Regions from separate parts of the Mus musculus genome. Here all the other regions are linked to region 1. Evidence: chromatin contacts called from public Hi-C and HiChIP or PLAC-seq data. All regions are on one chromosome and are shown on one strand. The core of a region is the stretch at or near the end of the contact, and the rest is flanking DNA. Distances in the headings are between cores, read along the strand shown. Region 1 overlaps Runx1 (runt related transcription factor 1). Region 2 has its middle 47 kb from the start of Gm30474. Region 3 has its middle 86 kb from the start of Gm41499.

Region 1 (4,861 bases), core at 958-3,457:
TATTAATTACAAGCGGGATGACCTCAGTGACTACGGGTGCTCCAGTGTGGTCATTCTCCTCAAATCAAAGGTAGAACCAGACTGCTGTCTGGCATCTGTATGAACTGTGTTCTGGGGGATTCCGTTACTGCCACTGAAAAGGTAAGGGCTTAGTATATTTGGAAAGACAACTTGTAGATGAGCTTACTTTATATCCAGAAAACCAAAAAAAGTAGTAATTTCAGATTAAAACACTCTGAAGCCTTGAAAGTGCTTCACAAAACATTACCCACTGCTTGGCTGCTCTTTGGTCCTTTTGGTTTTGTTTTAGAGAGCTATGGTTTCACGATGGAGCCTAGAATGGCCTTGAACTCCCAGTCCTCTTAGCCTTCGAGGTCAGGATTTACAGGTGTGCACCACCAAGCCTGCCGTTCTTTGACTTCAGCTAAAGTTTCCAGTTTTGACTTGATATCGGTTATGTTTGCCTTGTTCCATATTCAAAGCGACCACAGGATTTCAAATCGCCATGCCCCGAGAGTTCAGTTTGTTCCAACCATTCCAGACACATGCTGTCAGTCTTCGGTGAGATGTCTGTTATTTATCTCAGTTGTGTGGTCATCCTCGGGCAGGTTTTCCCGGGATGGCAGCAGAAACATCTCTTCTTCTACTGCCACTTTGTTTTTCTCAGTTTTTGTACACTGGCTGCTTCACAATCTATCAGAGGGATATTTCTCATTCTGTATGAAATAACCCCGCCGCAGATCTGCTAATCTGGTATCAAGGTCTGGTCTCTCTGCTCGCCATTCTTACTGGGTGCTTAGTCATGTCTCCTTCCCGCTGTTCGATGTCCTGCAGATGGCTATCTGGGCGATTTTATTCATTGTGGCTGCTCTATCTCCTGCGTTCTAAAGAACCTATGTCAGGAAATTGCCCCAGCTACCCTGAGAAATGGACAGAGGGGACCCCTAGGACATCACTAGGACACTCTGCTCTCTAGGACTGGGTATGTATCTTGCTATCTCTTTAATTTTTATCTGTTTTCACTCACTTGCTTTGTGAAACAAGGACCCTGCGGCCCCTTGCCTCTGCTTTTAACCCTTTCATGTCAACTGTTGGACGTGTTTTCTACAAAGGAGATTTTAAAAACGCTTATTCTCCAAGCAATATGTAATTAGATGTTTCTATCCCACCACAAATGTTTGATGCCTTTAATTAGGAGTGGTAATAAGACAACTCTTTTGTTTCAAAGAACATCATTGAAATAAATTCCCCTGCTCGGTTAATTGATCATTATTATCTTTTCTTTCTATTCCTACAAAATGTTACTCCTGTAAATTCTGTTTTCTGTCTATTTTTCCCCCCATCTCTCTCATCAATGTTTTCATTTCCCTCTGCACAGTTTGCTCACAAGGATGAGATACCCTCTGTGAAAATGCTTCACTTCCTTGCCTTCATCTCCCTGTGGAGACCTAGGCCTTTCCAGTTCATCTCAACACCCACTGGGCTCCGAGGGCACTGAATCGACATCCGGGCTTCCAGTCTGAATGCCTGACTGTTGGGGCCCATATCTCCTAAGAGGCCAAAATGAATAAATCCTGTTCCAGAGCGCCCAAAGGCACGCCAAGTCATGAATTCCCACTGTGCCCCACCGTGCCTCAGTTTACCATGGTTGTTCCAGGGATCCCTCATTACCAAGAGGTCAAACCCATGAGGCCCCCTCGTCTACAGCACAAGAGGACCATGGTGGCCAAGAAAAGCTTGTTGATGTTGGAATTCAAAAGTCTAAAAATTAGGAGTTTAAATTGCATCACCCCCATTTCTAAAGGAAGCAGGAAGGGGGCATCCAGTGGCTCGGTTACTACTTCTTGGGCTTTTTGATTTATCTCCAAAGAGTTTTGATGGAGAAGGGAAGGAGACAAAATTAAATCCAGGGACATTTAACTCTGTACTTAAAACAATGACAAGCACACCTAGGCTAGGTTACTAGCACTGTTGTTGTTTTATTTAAAGCTAAGATGTCTTCCAATTTGATATAGATTTTTGTCACTGAGAGATGATATAGAAATAATGAAAAGAAATCAAACTTCAAACAGAAATACAAAGCAGTGTCTGCAGTAAAAAGCTATAAACAATAGGTAAGGCAAGAGAAACATTTACATTTAGTACAGACCAAACAGACAAGAAGGGACTTGCTGGCCCAAGATAGCTCATATTTTGTTGAACTTCTCTGTTCTTCAAGTATCAGGAAGTTGGGCCAAATGTCAGCTGTCTTCTCTGCTCTGAGGACTTCCCAGCACTGTTCTTGGCTAGCCTATTCTTAGTTTGAAACTGGCATTTTCCAACAATTTTACAGGTTGAAATTAAAGCAACAACTTAGTTACTGCAAATTCTCTAATCTTCCAGAGTTTCAAAGAGGCTGTGGAATGGAACGTAGAATTTATCTGAGATGACATTTAACACATAGCTAGGGATCATGGTCTTCCGGCCAGAATTTTATTTATTTATTTATTTATTTATTTATTTATTGGAAAGCATATTCCATCAGCACCCATGGTCTTTGAACTTCCCTGATAAAGGTATGTTTATATTTTTGTGCTCTGGTGTACCAGGGGCTAAACAAATTCTTTTATTACAGTATTATAAAATCTACTGCAAGTCACCTAGACAACTTTGTAGACGGTATCTGCAAATATTGTGTAGTATGGAGCAGATTTCCCAGTTTCTCGGCAGTGAAATTAAGTGTTTCTTCTATGCTGAGATAAACAGTCTATAGGTGGAAAGAGGGGTGGAGGATGGGAGGACTAATTAGCATAATTTTAATCAATTTTCAAGGGACTTCATGATTGTAAGTCTCCTGATAATTCTGAAGATTAAAGCGGAGGACTTAACAAGATTCCGGAAGGTTCCGGGAGATGCTCTTCTACAAGTGATCTGAACAGGGCTTCACATCATCCGATTTTTATCTGGGGGTGGTGGCGGCAGCAGGGAATAGGATAAGTCCTGCAGGGTTAACCCCTAAAGAGATTCCGGAATCTTAATTCACATGTAAATGTAAAGACTGTTGGTAGAAACTGCTTCTGTGTGTTTGGTAGGAGCTGGCACACAGAGGGGCCAGGGCCCATAGAAAATACAGCAAGGAAGATGGTCTGTTTCCAAGTCCAGCTTCCTCTTAAACCCAGCCTTTAAATCTCCTTTCCCTCCGCAAATTCTATCTACTGACTGGTGAGCTCCTTGAAGCAGCCGTCCCTCTGTGGGACAGCATAGGTGGTGACAGATATTAATCCAGAGGTCTGATTTTTCAACTTCCCTGTCCACCGTGACCTTTGTCATGGCTCCTGGCTGTCACTCAGGGAAACACACTGAGGTCTTTCCAAAATCATTTGTAAAGGGGAATCTCTACGGCAGTGATTATTTTTGTTAAAAGGAAAAAATTATTTTTCGTGGCTTGTAAAGGCAATGTGTAAGGTCTTTAATTCTTTTGAAAAGAAAAATAAACATTTCCATGTGGTAGCTCAAGACGGGACCACGTCAACTCCTGAAGACCATTTTAAAAATCAGTTATTTAGTGTCTTGATAAACTGGGATTCCCTGGTAGACTAAGACGAAGAAGAACAACCACAACCACAACAATAACAACAACAACAACCACAGCAACAAAGCTCAGAAAAGACCCAATTTCTTCCCTCAAGGAAGCCACAGTCCCTTTAGCTAGGCTGGCAGGGAGATCTACCTTAACTGGCCCTTTCCTTGACTACAATAAGTTTGATTTCTCTCTGTTCTCTGAAAGTGACCTTAGGGCTGAGCCCAGATAGGTCCCTCTCAGGGTAAACAGAAGACAACACCAGCTAAATTTGTTTTTCTAAAGGAATTGGGACGGATTCCCCAATACTTGGAAGGGAAGGAAAACCCGAGTGCCTGGCTCCCCTTCAGACTCTCAACCCCACCTCTACCCCTTTAAAAAGTTGCTTTCACAACAGTGGTAAAGGTGGCAATTCTACAGACAGAGTCAGCAGCAAATTCTACTTCTATGATTTTTTTTTTTAATGTGGATGGTCTTTTTAGCATGAAAAGGGGAACCGGACAGCACTTGTCAAAAAGTGAGCGCTATTCATTGTAATTAGATCAAGATCCAGCTGAGGCCTGGAACTACGAAAAGCTTAAATTAAATTAATCTCCCTCCTAAATGAGACAATTATTCAGCTAAATTGAAAAAAAGAAAAAAGAAAAAGGAGAGCAGCTTCCCTTTTCAGCTCGGGTCCCGCCTTCTTAGCCTTTTAAAAACACAACTTGACAGAGTCTTTTTGCTCTCAGCTGTACCTTTTAAAACCCACCTCAGGAGAAGACCAAAGAAGAGAATCTAAATTCCTCCAGCTCCCTGCCAGAGTTGTAGGGTGGTTCTTTCTTTCTTCTTCTTCTTCTTATTCTTTTTTTTTTTAAACCGCCCGAGGTTGTTTATATATAGCTTCTGAAAGCCAAGTTTTAGACGCAACACAAAGCTAGGGCAAGATCAGGGTGAAAAGCGACCTGACCAACGTGAGCTGCCCACCTGAAGTTGCCGGGTCTACAAGGCCCCTTGCTCAAACAGAAAAGCTGCTGGATTGGACCTTTTTGGGTGTCGGTAGACACCTTGTCACCTTTCTTGCCTGGGGCTTAATTTAGGTGAGCCAGCGATAATATTCTGGAGGTTCCAGAAAAAGCAACAGGATTCAATACTTGCGGCTTCTGGCAGGAGCAGGCTACAGGCTCGGAAAAACTCCGGACTTTGGCAAACTTAACCAACTACTCCTTGCCGCGGACTTTGGACACGCTGAATCTTATAGCGCGATTTAAAAAAAAAAAAAAAAAAAAAAGGCGGCGGGGCGTGTGTGTGTGTGTGTGTGTG
Region 2 (4,861 bases), core at 674-3,173, 390 kb after region 1:
CCTGCCCCGCAGTGTTATAGCAGATACTTCATCGTCCTCAGTGAGGAGAAAGGACGGGTACTTTGGTTCGATGCCTCCGGCACTGTCAGAGAGGAGCTAAATAAATGAATATTTCAGCAAAGTATTTTTATCTTTTCCAAGTACAGCCAAGTGACTGGTCAATTATCTTCAATAGATTTGGGTTCTAAAAGCTGTGTGTGAGAAAGGACAGCCAACGCAGGAGATGGATCCAGTGTTTGGGCTAGAATGTCGAGAAACCAGTGGCAGAGATTTTCAGGCAACCGTGAGTCTTGGTGGCCAGGATGGGCACCTGCCATACAGACTGTAACTGCAATATTCTTTCTGAGATCAAAGCTGTGGACTGCTGTGACAAAAAGCCAAGAGGGAGAAGAGAGTGACAGTGTGGGAAGCTAAGGACAGTGTTCCTGGTGGAGGAAAGGGTTCCGAGAGCTGTGACCTTTGAACCAACCCCTGACCGACAGCCAGGAAAGCCATTTGAAGACCTTGAGGTGTTATTACTGCTTTTATAATAGCAAATTACATGTTAATCTCTTAGCTCAACCACAGAGCACTCAACAGCAGCCAAAGACACACACTCCTGCCCTTTCTTATGACGGAGGAAGAAAATGAGAGCCCAGACAGAAGGAGGGAGTCTGATTCACACCCACACTGAAGGGATCTACAGGGGAAGGAGGCTGCTTCCATCTCCTGGGCTGTTGATCATGATAACTGGTGGAAAGCTTGCCTGAAACCAGAAACCACACTTGGCTGTAGCTCTGTTGCTTTGCTGCATCCTCACACCCTGTTTCTTCCTGTGGCTAACAGCAAACAACCACTGGACCTGCTACCTCTCTTAGCCCATTAAAGAAAACCTGGGTCATTCCAAACACCATCTTCCCATCAAGCCCAGGGTTTGTGAGGCTTAGAGCTGGCCCTTTCTGAAATGTTTCTCCCTGAAGGAAGCTTAGTAGTCTCTCTCTCTCTCTCTCTCTCTTCTCTCTCTCTCTCTCTCTCTCTCTCTCTCTCTCTCTCTCTCTCTCTCTCTCTCCCCCCTGATGTGAAAGAGAGAGAGAGAGGCTACCTGGAGACATAACCTCATTGTCCCACAAAACACTTGAATAGTATTTCTCCAAAGTCATGATACATGTGACCTCACTTGGAAGTAGTTTACATATTTAGTAACTTCAGTGTGACTATTCAGTGTAATCATTCTGGATTAGGATAGCTGCTGAGTCCAGTAACAAACATCTTTCCTGTATGAGAGGGAGACTGGAGACTTGGAGCCTCAGCCAGGAGAGATGCACAGAGATGTAGTAGGGGTGAACCAAGTCAGCCTCAAGCTAAAGAAAGCCCAGGATTGCTGCCAGAAACCAGGGGCCAGGAGAAGGGCATGGAGTGACTGGTCCCGGCTTATTTGGGAGAAACCAGCTCAGTTTACATGTTAACTTGTGAATTTTAGCCTCAATATTGTCGAGAGGGAAATCTCTGTTGTTTGACAACAATAGGTTGGTGGTATCTTAGTATAATAGTCACAAAAATCCAATGTATTTGGTATGAGTCTCCATCATTGCTGAGAAGGCTAATTGTTAGTTATTGGGGGCCAGTGAGGTGGCTCAGCAGGGAGGAGTGCCTCACGCACACGCACGCACACACACACACACACACACACACACGAGTGTTCAAAACATAAGTGTCAGCCAGGGCCCTACAAGAAAGCAAAGAACCAAACCCTTCTGCCTAGAGACAAAGAGACAACCAAACAACCAACCAAACAACAAACAAACCTGGCAGAGGAGTCTTGGGAGCAAGAAAAACAATTGTCAGCATAATTCTGGTTCCAGCCATTTCTGCATTTTAACACATGCTGGTGTCTTGAAACTGGAATCCAGGGCAGACAGTTCCTGGTTGAGGAACTAAGGGCCTGAGAGGGAAAATCCCTTCAGAGTCCCTCGGAGAGGTGCTGAGCTGTGGAAAGTGAACCCAGGGGCCTGTGAAGAGATTCTGTGAGGGGAGCCAGCACTGTTGCTGGGAGGTGGGGAAGGGAAGCAGGAGACAGATCCTCGCCTTTGCAAGCTGCAGCGTACTGGGCCAGCACAGAGGACTGGCAGCTTTGGCTTTGCCCTGGCAACATAAAGATTCATGAAGTGGCTTTTTAACACTTTGGACTATTGAGATTTTACATTGATCACACTGAGACATTAATTTCAGGCTCTTTTTAAAAATGCTGGAGGTTCAGCCAGGCCCTTGTGCCAGAAGGCAGAGGTGTGGCCGAATGAGGAAGATGCTAGGTGCTCAGTCCCTCCCTGCGCTGTCCTATGGTCACAGACTGCTCTGCTCTGCATCACAGGCCTGGTCTGGTTCACAACAGGTCTTGGGACCCACAGATTACTAAAGAGATGCCCACTGCTGTGGAGGGGCATCTTTGGGCATGGGAAATACCACAGAGTGGCCTTCAGGTCCAATTGAGGAATGGCTTGAGCAGGAGGGCATCTGTCCCTTATGTAATGAACCTACATCGGAATACAGCTTGGCTTGCTTAGCATATTGGGCACAGTGGCTTTCAGAAACTTCTGGGAACAAAATCCCAGGTCTAAAACTCAAGCAACAAGCACTGGCTGTTTAACAAGGCATACGTAATGGACGTCAATTGGGTTTCTCAAAGCAATCCTCCTCAGATGCCTAGAGCCACACGCAGGCCCTATGGACAGACAAACAGGGAAGACGACACACACCAGAACCCAAGGAAGCCCTCAGAGTACAGAGGCTGGGATGAGCGCTTAACACCCATCACGTAGGGGATGCCGGGGCCGCTGAAATGCAGATGATTCTTAGAACGGTGGACTCATGTAAGAGCTTTCTAAATGGTTACACAGCTACCATCTGGAAAGTCTACCATTAGGGTGTTCATCTTAAACAAAAGACAGAATACAATCAACAAATGTGTAAATTTTCTTGAATGTAATTGCTATCTAACTTAGTAGTTATGCAAACATTATACAGTATAGTGTTTATAATATGACCTGATAGATGGCTGTTTGACACAGCTGCACCCCCTCCATTAGTCATTAGTTGGCAGCGTTGTGGTCTCTTGACAGGGACAAAGGGAGAATCTTACAGCTTCTCCCAGTTTCTTAAGCTATGGACTGTGGCTCTTGGTGCTCTGTGGGTGTGGCTCCAGTGTTCTTCCTCTCAGGAGGAGCCCTTGTTTGGTGAACCCTGCTGTCTCTTGGCTGATGCCTGCATCTCCTGAGCTCTGCCTCATCTGTGTATCTGGTCATTCTTAAGGTTTGTGTCTGGAAACTCCTGCAAGTGACTGTCTTGTGACTGGGTTTGGGAGTCTCCTGAACAATTCATGACAGTCCTTCCCTGTTGGAACCACTGACTTACTCCTACCCGTAAAAACCTCTTTTCATTGTGAACTAACATTGATTGGCTCCAGAGACTGGACCCATAGTCCCCAACTCGCCAACTTCCTCCTCCCAGACATGAAAAGAGATTCTATATCTTCATGTATGTTTTAGCTCCCTCTTACAGTATCTGTTAACTTCAGCAAGGGCAATTTACTTCAGGCAGATTAAAATAAACAAGATATGTATGAATTCTTTCTTTGTATACGATCCTGTGAGTACTTCTGTCTAGAAGCCAAAATGAAATCAGAATACCAATACAAGGCATAACTGCCCTTGGGAGTATTAAAAATCTCATTCAGTATTCATGACTCCCAAATACACCGAATATAGAAGCACACAACATTCTCAATTTTATTCAATAAAACCGAGAATATTGGGTAGGATAGAAAAATAATGAAATCTAGAACAATAAATAGCAGCTGGTTCTGACTGCCCACTGGCGCGCACACATGTACACAGGCACATACATACACATGCACGCATGCATACACATACACACACATGTGTTCATGCACACAACACACACATACACATATATACATACACATACCACACCCATATACACACACGTACACAGACATATATACACATTTACATAACACACATGCACACATACACACACATGTTTGCAGGTACAATGTATTACATGAGTGCAAAGTAAAGAGAGAAACAGAAACAGCACGCTCACAAAAGCATCTGTTGGATAGGAGTTGGTACTGTCTTTGGGTCTAGACTATCTTACACATACACGTCTTGAATCTTGGTCCCCAAGTTGTGTCATTGTTTTGAGTGATGCAGAGGATTTGGGCGCTGGCAGCTAGTTACTGTGGATGGCTCTGTAGAGGCTGAAACCCAGCACTCATCCTCACTGAAGTCTCTGCTTCCTGTTGTGCCACAGGAGATGAGAGGAACCTCCCCCTCCACCTCCTCCAGCCCAGGCTGGACCATCCTCTTCCCACACCTTCCCCTCCATGATAGACTGAAGCGTGTTTGAGCCCAACCTCCAAACTGAGCCTTTCCACTCCTCAATTTTTCTGTCAGGCGTTCTGATCACAGAACCCCAAAGTTACTCATACAACATGCAAGCGAGGGCCTAGATTCAGGATAGTCTTTGACATCAGGAAAAAATTGCATCATGAAAAAATGAAACATGACGGTAAACAATGCACTAAGATAAACAAACATGCCCGGTGCTCAAAGGTGAAGTATGTGGTTAGCAACACATCCATGTTCCATCTCTGAAGAAAAGAGGCTGGGGCTGGTGAGAGAACCTCCCGGCAGCCCTGTACTGGATGCTAGTTTCTGAGTTAGCTGTGTTAGAAACCACGGGGTTTAGTGGTTAAAGTTTCTTGTTCTCAAACAGAGCTTAAAAAGAAACATAGGCTGCATCAGTATTGTAAAATACTAAGGCTACAATGTGGCGAGAGGCTCAGCCTGATTCCTCTAGCCTG
Region 3 (4,861 bases), core at 651-3,150, 350 kb after region 1:
ACTATAAGGACTGTGAGCATCAGTGGGACATATCTTTGGGTGTGTCCATGAGGACATTTCTACAGTATCTCAATGGAGGTAAGAACACCTATTCTGAATGTAGTCAATGCTGTTCTGTGAGCTAGGTGCCAACATTCATTCCTTTCTGCACCATGACTGTGGATGTCATGTGACCAGCTGCCCCATACCATATGACCTCCCTGCAATGATGGCTTATCCCCACTTAAACCATCAGCTCAAACACACCGTCTATGTTGAAGTGGTTTTGTTGGATATGTTATCACATCTGTAAGGCAAGTAACTAGCACACAAGGGATGAACAAGAGACTGTCACCTACCAGTGTGAAGTGAGGGTGATCACACCTTAGCAGTGTGAAGTGAGGGTGATCACACCTAGCAGTGTAAACTGAGGGTGATCACACCTAGCAGTGTGAAGTGAGGGTGATCACACCTAGCAGTGTAAACTGAGGGTGATCACACCTAGCAGTGTGAAAGTGAGGGTGATCATCTAGCAGTGTGAAGTGAGGGTGATCACACTTAGCAGTGTGAAGTGTGGGTATTGCTAATTATGTGCTGTAACATCCAATTTGAGTCCTGCAGCAGCAAGAGGATTTAGTGGAAACAAATCAAAGTCAGGGCTGAGGAGATGCCTGCAGGGGAGGTCCCTATACATGCAAGTGTGAGGACCTCAATTCAGATCCTCAATACATGTGTAAACTCTGGGTGTGAAGGTGTGCCTAGAAACCCAACATTGGTGTAGGGGACACAGGTAGATCCCTGGAGCTTACTGGCCAGAACTCTAATTGAATCAGTGAGATTCTGGTTTGGAGAGAGATGCTACCTTAAAAAATAAAGTGGAGAGTGATTTTGAAAGACATCTAACATAGACTCCATATGCATGAGCACGTACACACAGACACAGATACACACACACACTCACACACATACACACACACAAGTTAGTTGAGGATAATGAGTCCACATTGGCTTCTTAATTATAAGAACCCATGTGAATGACATGAGACCATCTGAACTAGACCTGCTTTTAAATTTTTTATTTAATTTTACTACTACTACTACTATTATCATTATTATTGCTTTTTAGTTTGTTTGTTTTACAAATCTAGCATTTTCCCAATTGCACACCTATAATCTCAGCATCTGGCAAGTAGAGGCAGGAGGGCAGGAGTTCTGTGTTTTTCTCTATGACATAGCAAATTCAAGGCCAGCCTGGGCTACCTGGGACTCTTCCTCAGGAAAAGGGTTAACTGTAAAAGGAGTTTTCAATGGAACCATTCCAGCTTCATATGCATTGTGGCATCATGTCTAGTAGACCTCACCCATTGTGTTGCTTTGTGTGGGGAGTCACAAAGACCCCAGCATCTGAGCTTTGCACTCTGCCACCTGCTGGGGCAGCCAGTTCAAAGAAGGAAACCTGAGGGGTGTGTGAATGCACAGGGGATGAAGATAAAAGCTTGCATTCAGATTTCAGAATCAACTGTGGAGCTACATTATAATGGCCTGATTACAGGTCTCTTTCAATCAGGGACTGGTGTCTATTGAACTTAATTGTACAGGAGCATCAAACAATTAAGACAAAAGCCATAAGGGCTTCTGTGGCCTGGGCAGGTTTGCGTTTGATCAGTGTGCATGTGAACCATCTAAGAAGCAGATCTTATTCACTGAGATGATGAATTTAGAATATGGTGGGGCATCTGGCCTATGGGACAAAACAAGGCACAAACACACTGGACCTGAGGGAACTCAAGAGGCCTCACCATTGGAAGCTTCTACCTTCAGTGTCCTCTGCCTGGAAAGGACCAAGTTTGAGCAGTTGGCCTGCTAGATATCTGCCGCATCCTTAACAGAGTTTCGTCATACATAGCTGCCACTCTACAGGACTTCCAGCATCTGATGCAGTGCTTGGTCAGAAAGGGGAAGCCCACAATGAGAGTGAGCTTAGACCCTTACATTCACTTTAACAGTTGACTTCCATGACTGAGCACCACAGATAAAATGGTCATAAGTTTGTTTGTTTTTTAAACATGTGGAAGTCGCCCAAATTTTACACTCAAAATGTAGTATGTTGCTGTTAAGATACAAAGAGCAAAGTTGAATGACCACTTAAGTCAGAGACAGCAAAGTTGTCCATGCCTTTCTCCGACGGCATTTACTGCTCTGGCAGATCTTAAACTCCACCCTCTTCCCCAGTGTTCATTTATGATGGCTTCAACTTGTCTGATCATCCCCTATCCCAATCCAAGAAAAACAAAGAAACCTCTTTCTTAGTTCTTTCCCATATCATTTACTTAGTCTATGCTGTGTGCCACTCCTACCATAGTTAGACAGTTATAGGCACATGACTCTGCCCCAGACAAGGTGGACTCTTAACCATCCAGGTTCACCTTTAGGACTCCGTCAACACCCGCTGGCCCTGGCAGGATAAGCCCCGCCCCCTGTGCCCCCTTCCCAAGAGACTGTGAGGAACACTATAGCTTGTAGCAACCCATCCCTTTGAGCACATCCCCCTTTGAGTTTGTTGACATCCCCCACATCAAAGATCACTCAGCATGGTTTCACTTGCGCCAGAAGACCATGTTTGGAAACCGTCTGATAAGCCTCACTGAGAAGCCACCACACGCCCCTGGATCTCTCGGGATTATTTTAGCTCTCGGAGATCTGATCCTGCACTTTGCAGTGAGGCGCGTCAACCCCAAGTGTGTGCTTTGATTTGGAACCCCAGCTGATGACAGCTGAGCTGTTGATTTAATGGGTTCTGTGCAGATAAAGGCAAGGGCTGGCAACCATACAACTGTCTTCCTTCGCAGGTGAGGAGACAAAGATCTCCGACATGCCTATTTCTCACAGCCCAGGTCCCTGAACCTGGGGCTGGAAACACATCAAAGGCCACACCTTCCCTTCCCAGGCTCTCCCCCAGCCTTGTTCCTCTTCTGTAGCTCCTCCTGAACCCCTCACCAGTCAAACAATGCAGCTATTATGCTCCCTGGAGAAGAGAAGCCGAGTAATTACCTTCCCGGCCAGGTGCCAGGAGTAAGTTTCCTTGTGTGCAATTATTGTGTGGTAAAACGGCTGAGGCCGTGTTTTTAAAATTTGTTTTCTTTTCTTTGTTTTCTTTTTAGGCACTGACTGTCAGCTTGCCAGACACTGGCCCCAAGCTCCTCCATCAACCCCAGACAAGCAGCTTTCTTTAGGATTTGGCTTCTATTGTCTTTCACTTTCTCCCAACCTGGAGTCTCGTGATATTATATTTACAGCTCCGGATCGGTTTAACAAATAAGGCCAGCTCAGCAGCAGTGCAGGTCAAGGTGCGACCCCAATGTTTCTATCTGAGCAGCTGATCCCATGTGGTTTTCATCAGTGACAGGCTTGGGTGGGGTGACGGAGTCTAGGAAGACTTCTGTATGGTATGGATGGAGTAAGGACCGTGTCGTTAGCAGGGAAACGAGGAGCCTTTGATCTTCAGAGTATCATGTCTGAGATCTCCCCACTGGCCTTCTCCATCAGTCAAACCAGATTTATGAAGTGAAGATCGCCTAGTCCTGGCTGTCAGGACAGATGCATGTTACATAATGCTTATGTGTACAGGACGATGCCACGGACTGCCCTTAAGTCTATTTGACACTAATAATTATAACCAAGATTTAAAAACCTCCTTCTACATGCTAGACTTGAACACGTATGTCATCTCATGAGTTCCCTGTTCCCAATCTGACAAGAAAGAATTGTCATTTCTGCTTTATGGGAGATCTTGAAAACAAGCCAGACTGAGATTGCAACGTCATGAAGCTAAGATGTAGCAGAAGACAGCCCTTTTCATCCCAAAGTTTAAATTCCCAGCCACGCTGTTCTAACAAGAACCCCTCATCTATGATAGGAAACGAAGCCAGGACAGCAACCCATGCTTCAGAACAACGTGCACTTCAGTTCGGGCCCTGGGTGATGCTCTGTCTTCAGTGAAGGGTCTCTGTCACTTTCCTTTTATTAGCTGACCTGATTTGTTGGGATGTCTGCCAGTCCAGAAGATGGAACATGCATGTCAAACTCACATTATTTCTAGATGATCTGCAAGGCGCTTTCGAGAAGAGCCTGGCTTTTGGATTGCCATGCACTATAAACCAGATTTCCCTCCCCAAGCTGAGTAGACACCATCCGATCTGTGGAGGAGCTCAGTAAACAAGAGACGATTCTCCACTTCCAACTCTTGCCTGCCCACTGCAACTGGGTCATCTCATGCTATACTTTCTCATTTGCCCCATCCCACCCCATCCATCCCACCCCACCCCGCCCCACCCCACCCCACCCCATCCCACCCCATCCCACCCCACCTCACCCCATCCCACCCCACCCTCTCCCACCCAATCCACCCCACCCCACCCCATCCCATCCCATACCTCCTATCACATTCTATTTCTTCCCATTCTCCATCCCCACACTGAGTTTTATGCCATCAGCTCCCACAACTCTCGAATGTGCAGTAAATTAAAACATGGGTTTTTCTTTGGTCTCCATGTTGCAGTTGAAGTTACCAGAGTTCTTAGCCTCCTTTGGGAGCCATTGCTCATAATAAATCTTCTTTCAGATAAGTATACATCTAATTGATTATGTTTTTCTGGGCACCCCTGGCTAATATGCTGGGCAAGTATTTAAAGGAACCTGCAGATTGCCAGAGACTGTCACTCTCTGGCCTATTCACTAATCTCGTGGTCCTGGCTCAGAGGACTCATGGCAAGACCCTGCAGCCATGTCAGGATGTCCACTCCAGTTTCAGAACGCAGCTTTGCATGTCATGTAAGAACGGTTTCTGTAGAGTCGGACAACCACTCTACCTCACTGCAAACAG

The links. Hi-C and Micro-C count contacts between places; a contact is called where the count stands out from the background. HiChIP or PLAC-seq counts read pairs in DNA pulled down with a chosen protein or histone mark.
Region 2: a contact with region 1 is called in an H3K27ac HiChIP or PLAC-seq map of microglia, with 5 times the contacts expected there. The contact joins two enhancer-like sites. A contact is called at or near these places in 2 of 15 datasets of contacts at CTCF or cohesin (both in the NIH/3T3 cell line), 6 of 484 Hi-C or Micro-C datasets (brown adipocytes, embryonic fibroblasts, uterus and 1 more), 20 of 115 datasets of contacts at active chromatin or transcription factors (the 230-238 cell line, the SCID.adh cell line, bone marrow-derived macrophages and 16 more) and 4 of 9 other capture datasets (adipose tissue, embryonic stem cells, macrophages and 1 more).
Region 3: a Hi-C map of bone marrow-derived macrophages shows a contact between it and region 1, with 29 read pairs. The contact joins two enhancer-like sites. A contact is called at or near these places in 2 of 15 datasets of contacts at CTCF or cohesin (the NIH/3T3 cell line and pro-B cells), 8 of 484 Hi-C or Micro-C datasets (CD4 T cells, LSK cells, bone marrow-derived macrophages and 4 more), 26 of 115 datasets of contacts at active chromatin or transcription factors (the 230-238 cell line, the SCID.adh cell line, acute myeloid leukemia and 16 more) and 4 of 9 other capture datasets (adipose tissue, embryonic stem cells, liver and 1 more).

What each region holds. Positions count from the first base shown.
Region 1 is chr16:92,690,119-92,694,979 of GRCm38.p6, forward strand. All of the region lies in intron 3 of Runx1 (runt related transcription factor 1), which reads right to left. Among named protein-coding and RNA genes, the nearest start is that of Gm30281, 70 kb to the right of the region's middle. Within about 2 kb of position 2,208, at least 18 of the 459 cell types and tissues checked have an H3K27ac peak or open chromatin away from gene starts, as enhancers often do. A contact at or near this core is called in bone marrow-derived macrophages and microglia, where this site is marked.
Region 2 is chr16:93,082,603-93,087,463 of GRCm38.p6, forward strand. No RefSeq gene overlaps it. Among named protein-coding and RNA genes, the nearest start is that of Gm30474, 47 kb to the right of the region's middle. Within about 2 kb of position 1,924, at least 22 of the 459 cell types and tissues checked have an H3K27ac peak or open chromatin away from gene starts, as enhancers often do. A contact at or near this core is called in bone marrow-derived macrophages and microglia, where this site is marked.
Region 3 is chr16:93,040,176-93,045,036 of GRCm38.p6, forward strand. No RefSeq gene overlaps it. Among named protein-coding and RNA genes, the nearest start is that of Gm41499, 86 kb to the left of the region's middle. Within about 2 kb of position 1,901, at least 32 of the 459 cell types and tissues checked have an H3K27ac peak or open chromatin away from gene starts, as enhancers often do. A contact at or near this core is called in bone marrow-derived macrophages, where this site is marked.